Regions from separate parts of the Sus scrofa genome. Here region 2 is linked to region 1. The links are chromatin contacts, called in public Hi-C maps. All regions are on one chromosome and are shown on one strand. Each heading gives the region's core, a stretch centred on a gene start, on an enhancer-like site or on the middle of the called end of the contact. The rest is flanking DNA. Distances are from core to core; before and after follow the strand shown. Region 1 holds the start of ESYT2 (extended synaptotagmin-2). Region 2 overlaps ESYT2 (extended synaptotagmin-2).

Region 1 (7,156 bases), core at 2,292-4,791:
ATTTGTGAAGCATCTCATTTTACATACCCAGTACGAATTTTTACTGTAACTACATAAAAAGAAGAAAAACTGTCAGTTACCACAACAGTTCATGTTTTCCTCTGCCTCTGCCCTGCTATGAATCACAGCTGTCAAGGACACACTATGAAATCTGCACAAACACATCTCACTCAAGGCAAAACACCAGGCTAAATGTTCAGAACCCCTAGAACCTAGGTATGTGTAAAAGAGATCAGTGCTACCCATGCAGAAATCCTCACTTTTCTCATGCTCAGCTGCTTCTGTTGCTGACATGCTCGCTCGCTGGCTACAGCAGAATAACAAGCACACTTCTAGACAGTGCACTTCTCCAGTTTTATTATGAAAATAACACAAGAGTAATACAATTAAAAAAAAAAAAAAAAAAAAGGTAGAGGGTTCCCCAGAGGCCTAGTGGTTTAGGATCCACTGCTGTCATTGCTGTGGCCTGGGCCACTGCTGTGGCATGGATTCCATCCCTGGCCTGGGAACTTCTGCCTGCCTTGGGTGTGGCTGAAGGAAAAAAAAAACATCTCCCTCAAAACCGACTCCTAGTGCTTTTCTTGGATATGATCACTGTCAAGATTCATGTGAATCCTTACGGAAGTTTTCTTTCTTTCTTTCTTTTCTCTCTTTCTTTCTTTCTTTCTTTGTCTTTTAGGGACACACCTGTAGCATACGGAGACTTCCAGGCTAGGGGTCAAATCAGAGCTGTAGCCACTGGCCACAGCCACAGTCGAGCCAGATCCAAGCCACACCTGTGACCTACACCACAACTCACTCACGGCAACGCCAGATCCTTAACCCACCGAGAAAGGCCAGGGATCGAACCTGCTCCTCATGGGTATTAGTTGAGTCAGTTTACGCTGAGCCACGACAGGAATCCCAGAAGTTTTCTAAGCAATACACTTTTAAGCACATATGTGTGATATCAGAACAAATATAAATGTGGGATACGCAAATGAAAAGTTTTGGAAAAAATAAACTCCTTACTGTAGGAGGTGAACACCATGGTTCAGCAGTGTAAGTCACGCACAGGAAAAACAAACCCAAGGAAAGAACCTGGGCTAATCACCCTTCCCTTCTGTTTAAAAAAAAAAAAAAGAAAGAAAAAAAATTTTCCTGTCCTTTCAGACCGAACTTCTTTGCAGAACAGATGCTGACTCACAGATATTGAAAAACTTACAGTCTCCAGAGGAGACCGTTTGGGGGGTGGGGGGATGTGCTCGGCTTATGGGAGGGAAATCCTGTGAAACTGGATTGTGGTGATCATTGTATAACTATAGATGTGATAAATCCATTTGAGTAATAAAAAAATAAATTAAAAAAAAAAACTTTTCCTGTCCTTCAGTATAGTAGCAACTGTACGTGTTAATTCATTTCATGAATACAGTGTGCATTTCACTACTGTTACAAGTAAATCTGATGTCGGCCAAGGGCCCCATAACCAAGTACCCATGAATGTCAGCATCACCAGTTCCTGTGAATCTCAGCCCGGACTGTGCCTACTGTTTTGGCAAGGTACCTACTCTCCGCTTTTAGCCACTTTCCGGAATCATCTAATTTGGTGTAATTTAATGTAATTTAATTTGTACGACACAAGACCACCTGAAGGCCCTGCACCTCCAAAGGCGCCTCTGTTCCAGGCTGTTCACACCTTGGTGGCTCTGAGTTCCTGTCCTCTACTCCTTTCTCTTCCTGCTTCTGGTTAAAAGCAACATAGCAACCAGTTACAGTGATGCTTCCAAACACTAGAGAGCCACACACCACCATGTGTTGACACAGTTTAAATCTCTGACGTCCCTGACTTAGATGCCTCTGCAACTGCCATGTGTCGCCACAAACTGTATCCATCGTGCTCCCCTTTAGCCTTGGGCTCGCCTGCTTTCCGGCCTCTGCCTGCCCTCTGTCATGCCCTCCATGGCTGCCTCACAAGCGTCCTGGACTGATAACCCAGCTCACTCCAAGCCTGTTTCTCCTCCAAGAGCAAACAACCCTGCTGACACTCACCAGCTGGTCACCTTCCTGTAAGTTTACAGCAAACCTAACCTGAGCATCATCTATCTTAAACTAAGCACCATATCCTCAGTGCTCCAACTCAACAAAGGATGAAGGAGCCGACTCCTTTAGTTTCCCACTGCTTAAATAAATTAGGCAGAGGATGCTCGAGGAAAAAATAACCAATACCATGACTCTTCCCTTTAGTGCCGATTCCAGAACTTCCCCCGCCCCACCCATTCACACTAGAGTCAAGTTTACCCTCCGTAAAAGTTACTCAGCTTATGATGTTACTTCCAAAGTGGCGAAACAAACCTCCAATTATCAGGACACCAACAAACGTTCTGGGGGACCCTCACTGCCCTTGGAGTGTGTCAAAAACAACCGAGAAACAGCTGAGACTTCTCAGGAAAGGAGGAAAACGCTCTCCCCGCCCCCACGGTCGGCCGCCTGTTCTGCAGGGGAGATGGGACACCGTCCAGCACCGCGCAGGGAGGCCGGCCGCCCCAGCTCACATTCCAGAGGCGGGAGTCGCGGCCACCGCACAGGGAGGCCTGGCGACGTGGCCAAAGCAGGACAGCGCAGAGCGCGCCTCACCTGTGCGGCCCTGCTCGGAACCCGTGCGGTGGAGGGTTCGCAGGCCAAGAGTGACCGGGCGGGTGGGCCGGGCGACGGGGCCAGGACCTCTGATTTACACAGCGCTCGGGTCCGACGCGGGCGCCCACCCAGGCGGGGGAGTTGCTGGTGGGCAGGTGGGCGGGGCCGGGGCTTCCGGGCATCCCCGAGCCGGGCGGGGTAGCGGCGGGAGGGGACCCTTAACCAGGGAGCAGTCTTGATGGGGCCGGACCCCGACCAGGCGGGGGTCAGGGTCGGGGTCGCGGCGGGCAAGCGGGATCAGGGCCCAGGTCCCGGCAGGCAGGGACCTCTGACCAGGCAGGCAGGCAGAGTCGGGGTCAGGTTCGGAGTCGCAGCGGGCGGGGACCCGTGACCAGGCACAAGGGCCGGGTCGGGGTCAGGGTCAAGGTCGGGGACCGCTGACCCGGCGGACGCGCGGGGTCAGCTTGGGGTCCGCCGCGCCCACTCACCCAGGCCGGCAGGTCGCAGGCGCGCACTCCCAGGCGCACGGCGCGCTCCTCGTCCTCCAGCAGCGCCAGCGCGCGGCACAGGCGGGTGGCCTTGAGGCCGCGGCTCCGGCGGCACCACACGAGCAGCCCGAGCGCCAGCAGCACCCAGCTGAAGCTCAGGCCCAGGTAGCCCAGCGCGTACACCGGCAGCAGCAGCGCGAAGCTGCGCGCCAGCTGCGCCAGCAGCCCCGTCACGTCCACGCTCAGCGCCGCGCCGGGTGGCTCGGCCCCGGCGGCGCCGGCCTCGGGGCCTGGAGCGCGGGGGCCACTCATCGCCGAGCCGTGCAGTGCTCCGACCGCTCCCGGCAGAAGAGCCGCTGCCCGCGCGCCAGCGCCCCTCTGAGGGGACGGCGCCACCGCCCTGCCCTCCCGCGCTTCCGCCCGCGGCGCCGTACGACGTCAGCACGCAGGGCGGGGGCTCCACTGCGGCGGCCGGGCGTGGCCCCAGGCCTGGGTGCGGCCCAACGCCTGGTGGAAGACACCAAAGTGTGACGTCCTCCCAAAGGGCGGGGGAGCACCGCCTAGGCGGGCGGGGCGGGGCTGGTGTGGCGTCCTCGCGCCGGTGGGCGGGGCGGGCGGGGCCTGCGTGAACTTTACCGCAGGGGGTGGTCCGGGGCGCCCCTGAGGCGAGGAGGGCGGGGCCTGCGTGTGCGTCACCGCAAGGGGCGGGGCCTGCGTGGAAGTCCCGGCGCCGAAGAGCCTCAGGCCTCCGAGGGGGGCAACCCAGGGTGGGGTCTGCGGCTGCGGAGGATCAGCGCCGGGGCGTCCTGGGAGTGGGGGGCCTCCCTTCGCTCCGTCACCTGGGCCGCCTTCGTGCAGGGCTGGTGAGGGCGCAGTACACGCTCCCGAGTTTGCACAGCACTTGCCAAGTTTAAGACGTTTCTTCTCGAGGTACTTCCAGGGTGTTAGAATTTTCCGAGTGGTCCGGTGGTGCGGCGCCGTAAAGCCCGGGGTGACCGGGCCAGTCATGCTGACCGCCCGCCACGTAAAGACATTTTTCTCCCGGAAACCTTGCAGCTGTCCTGGCGGTATGAAAAGCTTGCGGGATGCGCCCCCGTGTGCGCGCGGGGAGCGGGAACTGGCCTGGGCCGCCTGGACGTGCAGGATGCTGTCTGTACAGAGTTTCTCCTAGGAGTGCTCACCCCCTGCCCGCGATTTCTGAGAAGCACAGGCTGCTCTGGGTCGCTTTGTTTTCCATTAAACTCAAGCATGGTAACTCCTGTTTGCTTTGTAGTCTCCTTGAAGTCATCACTTGCAGAGGACAGCCTAGGTAGTTGTTTTTCGGCATATTCAGTGAGTTCCAAGAATACTTTAATTCAACTTAAAACAATAGGGCTAGTTCCCCCGCCCCGCCCCCCGTAGTCTTCAAATCTTTATGTTATTGGCAGCCTTGAATGATCACCTTTAGGAGGGGCAGGGACTCTTTAGAGAAATATAGCCTGCTTATATGTTTTTAAGTTCTTGGTGGGCATGTTCATGTCTTATCGGCCCTTCCCTGTCATGTCGTAGGGATTCTGGAATAGCGATAACTAGGCAGTAGTTGCAGAGGCAGAGACTCGGCCATATTCGGGACAACACAGTGATATCCCACAGACCTCTTCGCCCTGCAGATGGGACAGTAAAAGCCGGTGAGAAGCAGAGCGCTACCAGCTAGGGACCAACTGCAGTCACAGCCTGTTAGACGCAGCCAATAGAAGACTTGCTGCTCCCACGCACTTTTTGGATGGGGGGAGGCATTTGCACGCATTAGTAAGTTGGCCAAAGGCTCATTAATCAACTAGTCTTCAGGAGTTCCCGGGTCGTGGGTGCAGTGAAAATGAATCCGAGTAGGAACCATGAGGTTGCAGCTTTGATCCCTGGCCTCTCGCAGTGGGTTGAGGATCCAGCGTTGCTGTGTAGGTCGCTGACACAGCTCAAGTCTGGCGTTGCTGTGGCTCTGGTCGGTGGCTATAGCACCTATGAGACCCCTAGCCTGGGAACCTCCATATGCCATGGGAGCAGCCCTAAAGAGACCCCCCCCAAAAAAATCAGCTAGTCTTTAAATCCATGAGGGCAGAAATGTATTTATAATGGCCATCATTACATCTTCAAGCTAGCACAGTGCCTGGCCCTGCAGGTACTGCATGAATAAACAGTACCTCCCCTCCCCTCCCCTGTGAATCTGTATATAATTATGTACACATATGTGTGTGTGTGACCGCGGAGATATATATAGACTATGTATCTCATAAACGTTGCTCTAGGGCCTGAAACACTCAGTTTTGGGCCAGGGCAGTAAACCTCAAACAAGGGAAGGAATGGTTTTCTTTGTCTTGCTCTTCCCCCAATTGCCTTATGGAAGCTGTGTGTATGTAAAGGAGTCTCACCCCTTTTCCTACACAACAGCTTAAAGATCTAACGCTGCCCTTCATTCACGACCAAGTTACAAACTCAAAATAAGCATGAGCTTTTCTTGTCTTGTCTAAAGAGCTCTGGAATCACATCCTGCAGATACAGACGTGGGTGAACACACGCCGCATGAGAAATCCTGCATGTCTGCTAAAGCATGTGACGTGGAGGCCTAAGGATGTAAACATAGGGAAGATACAGGCCCCTGTTGGGCACCCACCCATCAGTCTCCTGCCTCCGCTGCCCATGGGAGCCCACCAGGCTGCTGGCCACTGGCCAGCAGGGCAGTACCATTGCATTCTGCACTGAGTCTAACAGCAGGCTCAGACCATAGGGTTGTTGTGTGTGTGTGTGTGTGTGTGTGTGTGTCTTTTTGCTTTTTTTAGGGCTGCACCTGCAGCATATGGAGGTTCCCAGCCTAGGGATCTAATCAGAGCTGTTGCCACTGGCCCATGCCAGAGCCACAGCAACACCAGATCCGAGCCGCGTCTGCAACCTACATCACAGCCCACGGCAATGCCGGATCCTTAACCCACTGAGCGAGGCCAGGGATCCAACCTGCAACCTCACAGTTCCTAGTTGGATTCGTTTCCGCTGCTGCACAACGGGAACATCCATGCTCTTAGGTCTTGGCTGGCATTTTACTGTATGTGCCTGGCTCCTGTGACCTCATCATGTTGCCTCTTCCCTTACCTACAGTTCTCCAGGGGAAGGCTCTGCTTTCTCAGAGGAAAGAAGAGCAACACTGGGGGTTCTAGGGCGAGACTACGACACTTGAGCTCCTGCGGTCATCCTTTCTGGTTTTGGAGGGAAGCGTCTTCTGTTGAAGTCCAATCTCTTCTGCGTTTAGTTCTCCTCCCACCCAGGACTGGGCCTCATCAGTTAGCCCATCTTCCCCTCCCCTCTCCCTTCCCTCGTCCCCTCCCCAGCACCTCTCCACGGGCTTCCTTGCAGCAGGTGCAGTCTCCCTCTTCCTTTCACGCTGTTGTTGACTGAAAAAAAAAAAAATGCACAGCATGAGAGCTGTGAGTTAAGTTTTACTGGGGGCAAAAGAAAGACTGCAGCCCAAGAGACAGCCTCTCAGCCTCTCAGATCGCTCCAAGGGACAGCTCTGAAGGGGGGAGCACATAGGTGATTTTGGTGAAGGGGGCGTGGGCAGTCAGGCACCTATTTTGGCAGAAGGTTGCTGCCAGTCACGAGCAGCAGATGTCTCTGTTAATGATTTTAGTGCTTTTCCAGATAGGAGAAGATGTAAGAAATGGGCTCATAAAATTGTCTCCTGAAAAATGTCTAACTGGCTGAAGGCCTGTTCTGCCAGTTTTCCCAGAGCACAGAGCCCCTCCTTCCTGGTCTCTGCCCTGAAGGCCTCTCAGGGGGTGTTAAAAGGGCAGTGCCAGCAGCAGCTAGTGACCTCATCCTGGTAGAGGCAGGTGGTGAGTGACAATTTTCCATTGGCACTGCCAACCAGACTCATTTTGCCCAGACTCATGAGACCCCTATTCCTGTGTTTCTGAGATGCCCTTTTGGTGATAGAGCCACACGCTCTTTACCCAAGAAGGTCTGTGCTGTGCAGCTAGAGGGCTCAGAAAAAGCTTGGTCCTTTCGTGCTTGTCCAGATTATTACAGAA
Region 2 (7,325 bases), core at 4,534-7,033, 38 kb before region 1:
GGTGGACGTGCCCTCGGGAGCTCCACGTGCTCCCCCTGGGGTTTCAGACTCTAGGTCACACGAACAGCAGAGGCACGCCCGGGACATGATGTGGCCCCCGGGTCCAGGACTGGCACCCGCCCTCCGAGGGGGAGGTCAAGGCGCGCAGGGCAAAGGGAGGGCCCGGCCCGGCTGGAAAAGGACCCACAAAAAGGGCTGGTTTTGAAACGTGCAAGCTGGAAACCCATGAGGGTTTTCTTTATTTTTCTGGGAAAACATCAAAAGCCAAAGGTAGAAGTTAACGTGTGGGGGGTTAAAGGCCCCTCAGGCTGGGTGACAAGCCTCTGTCCAGGTGGTGCAGCTCCCGTGACCTGGAGCCCCCCCTCAGGCTGGGTGACAAGCTCCTGTCCAGGTGGTGCAGCTCCCGTGACCCGGAGCCCCGCCCCCTCAGGCTGGGTGACCAGCCTCTGTCCGGGTCGTGCAGCTCCCCTGACCCGGAGCCCCCCCTCGGGCTGGGTGACAAGCTCCTGTCCAGGTGGTGCAGCTCCCGTGACCTGGAGCCCCGCCCCCCAGGCTGGGTGACCAGCCTCTGTCCGGGTCGTGCAGCTCCCCTGACCCGGAGCCCCCCCTCAGGCTGGGTGACAAGCTCCTGTCCAGGTGGTGCAGCTCCCGTGACCTGGAGCCCCGCCCCCCAGGCTGGGTGACCAGCCTCTGTCCGGGTCGTGCAGCTCCCCTGACCCGGAGCCCCCCCCCCAGGCTGGGTGACCAGCCTCTGTCCGGGTCGTGCAGCTCCCATGACCCGGAGCCCGCCTGAGGACCCAGGAGGAGCACTCAGGCCTTGACTGTGTGTGCCGTCTTCACGACACCGCAACTCTCCCGTCACCCGTCAGCCAGCTAACCCTGGGGCGAGACAGTACTTACTTCAATCCGGGGATATCGAGAAGGTTAGTCAGTCCTGTCCAGTTAATTTCTAAAAGCTGTTATTAAAAAAAAGGGCAGAAATAGTAAGTATGCCAATTGTTTCCAAGGACTACATCAAACCACACGTTTTGTTTCTTTACACATGGAATGGGTCAGCGCATACGACTCTCCTATACGCTGCTTTCCGCTCTGAAACATCGAGGCCACTGCCCCTGTGGGTACGCAAACAGCTTGCCTGCTCTCGTTCTGCTGCTCTTGTTCTGCTGCTGTCACGATTTTCTCCAGTAAAATCGTAATTATCTCTACACCATCCGCCAACGGATGGGCGCTCAGAATATTTATAGTTTATGATAAGACATGATTCAGTGAGTATCTTTTTACACACCTTTCTAAAATTACAGTCGATTTATAACGTCGTGGTACACGCATGCTCTTATGTGCACGTGGAGACTAGTATTCAAACAGCGGAAGCTCTGGTCCAAGGCACACCTTCTTTTTTTATGCTGATCACATGCTCCCTAATTGCCCTAGTACTGTACCAATTTACACTCCACCAAAAGTGTCTAAGATGTCCTTTCTTTATACCCTCGCCTAAAAGAGAGAAGAAAAATCAGTCTGTCCAGCAGTTAAGCAATGGCACTGTATCACTTTACCATGTTTCCACCTGCAGTTTCCTGCCATTAGTAGAATACCTCCCACCCATTCATTCAACATTTGTAATTTTTGCTCATTTTTTCTAGCAGGTATTTATCTTAGGATAATTCCTATATAGTAGCTGAGATTCCATTAAATGGATGTGGACAGGTAAAAAGCCATGATTAGAAACACCTCTTTTCTAGAGTTCCCGCTACGGCACAATGGGATCAGGGGTGTCTCTGGAGCCCTAGGAAGCAGGTCTGAGCCCCAGCCTGGCATAGTGGGTTAAGGATCTGGCATTGCCACGGTGGTGTAGGTCGCAACTGCAGTGGTGTGGGTCACACAGGGCCCAAGAACTCCATATGCTATGGGGCAGCCAAAAAAGAAAAAATAACAAATACTGCTTTTCTGTGAAGATGGATACGGCACATAATGAAATTACGTGCTTTGTAGCTGCAGATGATACGATGCCAGGTGAAACTGCGTGACCTCCATCACCCAGAGAGCTGGAGAGACAAAGCTGTGTAGTGGGTAATTTCAAGGTCAAGGTTCTTTTGGACAGACCCAAACTCAAATGCACACCGCCCGCAAGTCCCGAGACCAACCTCCCCGGCACCCTGCCTGTTAACGCCTCTCCGAATGCAGCTTCCACTAAAAGGAACAGAGGGTTTTGAGGAAATGGCTGATGGCAGGTCTGGAGCAAAAACTGTTAACATGAGCCTGGGGCATCTTTCTAGAATCTGAGAGAGTAAAGAAACTCAGTGACGCCTCAAACAGCAGTCCCCTGGCAGGGACTGTAACCGGACTACGACCTCGCAGGCAGCAGAGGGCCTGCGCACAGGGCCCTTATCAAAATGATGAGCTACACCCGAATGCTGCCCAAGTTCAGAGAAACCACGCGCCCGGGGGGCAGGGCCAGAAGTCCTGGAAGGACAGGACTCAGCTGCATTTGAAGAGATCTTAATGCAGGAAAGAAAGCCCCAGGCAAAGGGCCCCCATGTTCAAGGCCCTGAAAGGGAGGCTGGTCTGTGCCTGAGCACAGGGAGGTGCGGGTGGGGGAGGGAGAGGAGTGAGTGCGTGTGTGTGCAAGGACGAGTAAGGGTGTGTGAGTGAACAGGTGTGCAAGTGTGAGGGCGAGCCTGAGAGTAAGCCAGGTCCACAGGGGGACACAGGGAGAAGCAGACTCAGGCTGCAGTTTGGAAAGGCAACTAAAATCAGGTACCCCAAGTCTGGGTGCCTGGGATCTCCCCTCGGGGAGGCTCAAGAGCCAGTGAGGGAGTTCCCGCTGTGGCCCAGTGGAAAAGAACCTGAGGGGCATCCATGAGGATGTGGGTTCCACCCCTGGCCTTGCTCAGTGGGTTAAGGATGCGGCGTTGCCGTGAGCTGTGGTGTAGGTGGCAGACGCAGCTCATGCCCTTGCACTGCTGTGGCTGTGATGTAGGCTGCAGCTGTAGCTCCAATCCGATTTGACCCCTAGCCTGGCAACTTCCACAGGCCATGGGAGCGGCCCTAAAGAGCAAAAAAAGGCAGCGGGGGTGGGGGCAGAGAGACGTGTTTCCAAAGGACAAGACCACTTGGGCTGCTGAGGAGCAGTGAGAAATAGATGTGGCCACACTGCAACCGGAGCCCCACCCGGAGCCCTACCCGGAGCCCCACCCGGAGCCCCACCAGTGCAGCGTGTTCACAGGACCCTTGGCCGCGCCTCCCTCTGCCCCTCCACGTGCCAGAGCCATCCACAGCCCCTGCTCATGTCAGCCCTGACAACACCCCAGGTGTCCTACACAGGATGGCTGTTAAAATACAGGCAGATACCTCCCACCCTTCTGCAGAGTCTCTGAATCTGCAGATCTAGGCTGGTGGTAAAAGGTCACGAATGTTGTCTCCCGTCTGGAACCTTCTGGGAAGAGGGTCCCTCCTGAATGCACGGAGAGCTGAGGTGACAGGGCCACCGCCGCATAGGACAGTCAGAATAAACCCTGTGAAATCGACAGGAACAGGGCATGAGCAGCGCCCCGGTGGGCAAGCAGTGTGAGCCTGCTGCCAGGACTTCCTGAAGGGTGAGGCCGGGGAGGGAGCAGCTGCTGAAGGAAAGGCACACGCCTGTCCCCACACCAAGACACGGAAGCCCGGGGAAGGACGCACGAGTGCTGACAAGGGCGGGAGGGGACACCCCTCTGGCCACGCTGTCCAGGCCAAGACCACAGAGAGCAGCCGATTGCTGCTGGGGGCGAGGGGGACATGCTCGCCAAAGACAGGAGCCCGGGGAGGGGGCAGGGCCACTGAGAGCGCTCCAGGGCCACGGGGGCGGGCCAGGACTCTCCAAAATAATAGAACACATCACACCCCAGATCCGGGGAACTCAGAGAATGCCTGGCAGGATAAATACCCCCGAGCTCCCCGCTGGCCTAATACACAGCCGCCATCTGGGCCTCTTCGGTGGGGTGGGCCCCTGTGGGCCTGCCTGCTGGCCCTGCCTCTCCAGCTCCCTGCTGCCTCTCACGCAGGGCCGCAGGAATCGGTGTTGGGGAGCTGTGTTCAAACACTGACCTTCCTACTCCTGCCCGAGGGGTTAAGGTCTGTATCTGACGCAGCTGGAACGGAGCGAGGACCAAGGCAAGGCCGGAGGCTCAGCCCTCGGAGAGCTCGGGCACCCAGGCCTTGGTGTGTGGCCTGAAGGACCAGACAGATGATGCTGGTCTCGGGGAGAGAGAAGGACGACACCAAGGCAGAACAGGGAACAGAGGGACAGAGGCCATGGCGTCCACAGGCCGTCCCGTTCCTGACACTCAACTGCAGCCTCCGCATGGATTTCATGCGACCCCAATACATGCTCATCTTATTTTAAAATAAAGCCCCCCCTTTCCCCTTCTCGACTGCTGGAGTCCTAGCTGGTAGGACTCAACTTCTTCTCATAATCACTCTAAAAAGAAGCTATTACGTCCATTTGACAGATAAAGAAACTCAGCCTGCGGTTCAAAGACTCGGGAGGCATGTCCTTTGCGAGCTGGAAGGAACCCTTTAGGATAAACACATTCAGAGCAAGCCCCAGACCATCTCCTGGAAAAGCTCTAGAAAAGACCTCTTGTTCAGTCTATCCTCCGGGGACAGAGCGAGAAATGACCTAAGGGGACGTTCCCTGGTGGCCTAGCCGCTAAGCATCCAGCGTTGTGGCTGCTGTGGCTCAGGGCCAGTCCCTGGCCCAGGAGTGCCAAAGGCAATGGCAACAACTGTCAGGTCAGCTGAGTGGGGGCCACCAACCCACTGGGACTGACATGTCCGGGGCAGACCGTGGGGGCCCTGGCGAGTTCCAGGACCTTCACCCAAACCTCCGCCCTTCCCCACGAGACTGGGTCTCTCCCACCAGGGCCCCCAGAGTGCTAACCTACATAGAGGAAAGTATTTAATTTCTTCAAGATCTCAAGACTCGCTCTGTGCCGGGACATTTAACCACCACCCCGATCTTCTGAGGGAGGTATCCTGTAACTCCCTGTGTTACCGATGGGGAAACTGAGGCTCACAGAAATTAAAGACAGGAGCCCCTCTGTACCCGAAGGTTCCGCCTCCTCGGATTCAAGCAACCTCAGATCAGATCTATGCTGAAAGAAAAAATTCCACAAAGTTCCAAAAAGCAAAACCATGCATGGCCCTATGTACACAGCTCTTACATCGGAATTTCAACTATTTACACAAAGCGTACACTGCATCAGGCACCACGAGAGACGTGGAGAAGAGAAAGGCACCGGGGTGCGGGCAGGTTACATGCAGATCCCACGCCGTTCATGCGGAACTTGAGCACCCCTGGGTCTGGGATCCCAAGGAGCCCTGGCACCGATCCCGGGGATACTAAGGAAAGACAGCGATCTGCTCAAAGCACACAGTGCGAAGAAGAGAACGGCTAGGCCCCCGTCTGTCACTCAGCCCGTGAGGGTGCAGCACAAGCCATCCTGCCTCCCCTGGGCTCCGTCAGCTCAGCACTTCAAAAACTCTTAGGGTTTTTTTTTTCTTTTTCCTTTATCTTTTCTTTTTTAAAACAAGTAGCACTAAACTAACCTAAACAAGCCAACAAACAAACAAACAAAAGGTGCAAAAGTCTCTTTTTTTCTTCTTTGGCCAAGCCCATGGCATGCAGAAATTCCTGGGCCAGGGAACAAGCCTGCACCACAGGAGTGATGACACCAGATCCTTAACCACTAGGCCACCAGGGAACTCTAGTTTCCTCCTCTAACGGCTTCCATGCTTCTGAGTCATCTGGACAGTCAAAACCCCCAAATCTCTGTTTCTCACTGGGGTGAGGAGGGACTTGGCAGCCAGCAGGGAACTCTGCTCTCACATTTTCCAGATGAAAATGACTGAAAAAGTCCCGTTTCTCCGAAGCCTGGACTTGGTGGCTATAATTAACCATATAAGGACGCAAGTAAGTCTCAGTCTTCACAGCCTTATCCTGCTTTTCTGAGTATGGAATGTCAGCTACAAGTGAATATTATGTTATTTTTATTTTTATTTTATTTATTTATTTACTTTTTAATGGCTGCACCCATGGCATACGTGGGTTCCCAGGCTAGAGGTCGAACTGGAGCCGAAGCCACCAGCCCACGCCACAGCCACAGCCACGTGGGATCCAAGCTGAGTCTGTGACCTATACCACAACCCAAGGCAACACCAGATCCTTCACCCACTGAACGAGGCCAGGGATTGAACCCTCATCCCCGTGGAGGCAAGTCGGGTTCGTTACCACTGAGCCCCAACAGAAACTCCTGTAATGTTATTTTTAAACTAAATAAACCCATTAAAGATCCAAACTAGGGAAGAAAATTAAGTTTTGAAGAAAATTTAAAGATTTGGATTTTGTTACAATCTGAGCTGGAAAAAACAAAGACCTTTTCTTAAACTGTTAAAAATGCCACACAATTTGCTAAAGATTAGTTTTTTTATACTCATTAATGGAGGAATTAAAAAAAAAACATTGGCTTTTCAATCAACTTTGTATGTCAAAAGAAAACATGAATTTTATTTTATTTTTATTTATTTATTTATTTTTGTCTTTTTGCCTTTTCTAGGGCGGCTCCTGCGGCACATGGAGGTCCCCAGGCTAGGGTCCAATCAGAGCTGTAGCCACTAGTCTACACCAGAGCCACAGCCACTCGGGATCCGAGCCGCGCCTGCGACCTACACCACAGCTCACGGCAATGCCGGATCCTTCACCCACTGAGCAAGGCCAGGGATCGAACCCGCCACCTCATGGTCCCTAGTCGGATTCGTTAACCACTGAGCCACGATGGGAACTCCAAGAAAACATGAATTTTAAATCTTCCATGTATTTCTTCATTTCTCTCTCTCTTTTTTTTTTTTTTTTTTTTTTTTTGCTTTTTGGGGCTGCAACTGCAGCATATGGAAGTTCCCAAGCTAGGCATTCAAATCGGAGCTGCAGATGCCAACCTACACCACAGCCATGGCAAGGAGAGATCCAAGCCAGGTCTTGCGACCTACACTGCAGCTCGAGGCAACGCCTGATCCTTAACCCACTGAGCGAGGCCAGGGATGGAACCTGCATCCTCATGGATGCTGGTCGGATTTGCTTCCGCTGAGCCAGTAAGGATCCCTTACTGCTGTGGCTGTGGCGTAGGCCGGCAGGTGCCGCTCTGATTTGACCCCTAGCCTGGGAACTTCCACAGGCTGCAGGTGTGGCCCTAAAAAAAAGAAAAAAGAACTTTTTCTAAGTCTGTTTTCAAATTTTCTGAAGCCAATGTATGGTTTCTACGATGAGTGAGACAGCTGTCTACCAAGAGGGG

Evidence for each region. Hi-C and Micro-C count contacts between places; a contact is called where the count stands out from the background.
Region 2: a contact with region 1 is called in a Hi-C map of embryonic fibroblasts, with 2.6 times the contacts expected there. The contact joins the enhancer-like site here to the promoter of ESYT2 in region 1. A contact is called at or near these places in 9 of 47 Hi-C or Micro-C datasets (embryonic fibroblasts, epiblast stem cells, heart right ventricle and 4 more) and 1 of 2 datasets of contacts at active chromatin or transcription factors (skeletal muscle).

The regions. Positions count from the first base shown.
Region 1 is chr18:561,522-568,677 of Sscrofa11.1, reverse strand. It overlaps ESYT2 (extended synaptotagmin-2), which reads right to left and starts at 3,541. Exons shown (of 22, transcript XM_021079030.1): 1 at 3,102-3,541. The coding sequence starts at 3,413.
Region 2 is chr18:601,194-608,518 of Sscrofa11.1, reverse strand. It overlaps ESYT2 (extended synaptotagmin-2), which reads right to left. Exons shown (of 22, transcript XM_021079030.1): 7 at 901-956. Among named protein-coding and RNA genes, the nearest start is that of ESYT2, 40 kb to the right of the region's middle. Within about 2 kb of position 5,783, at least 6 of the 83 cell types and tissues checked have an H3K27ac peak or open chromatin away from gene starts, as enhancers often do. A contact at or near this core is called in embryonic fibroblasts and retroperitoneal adipose tissue, where this site is marked.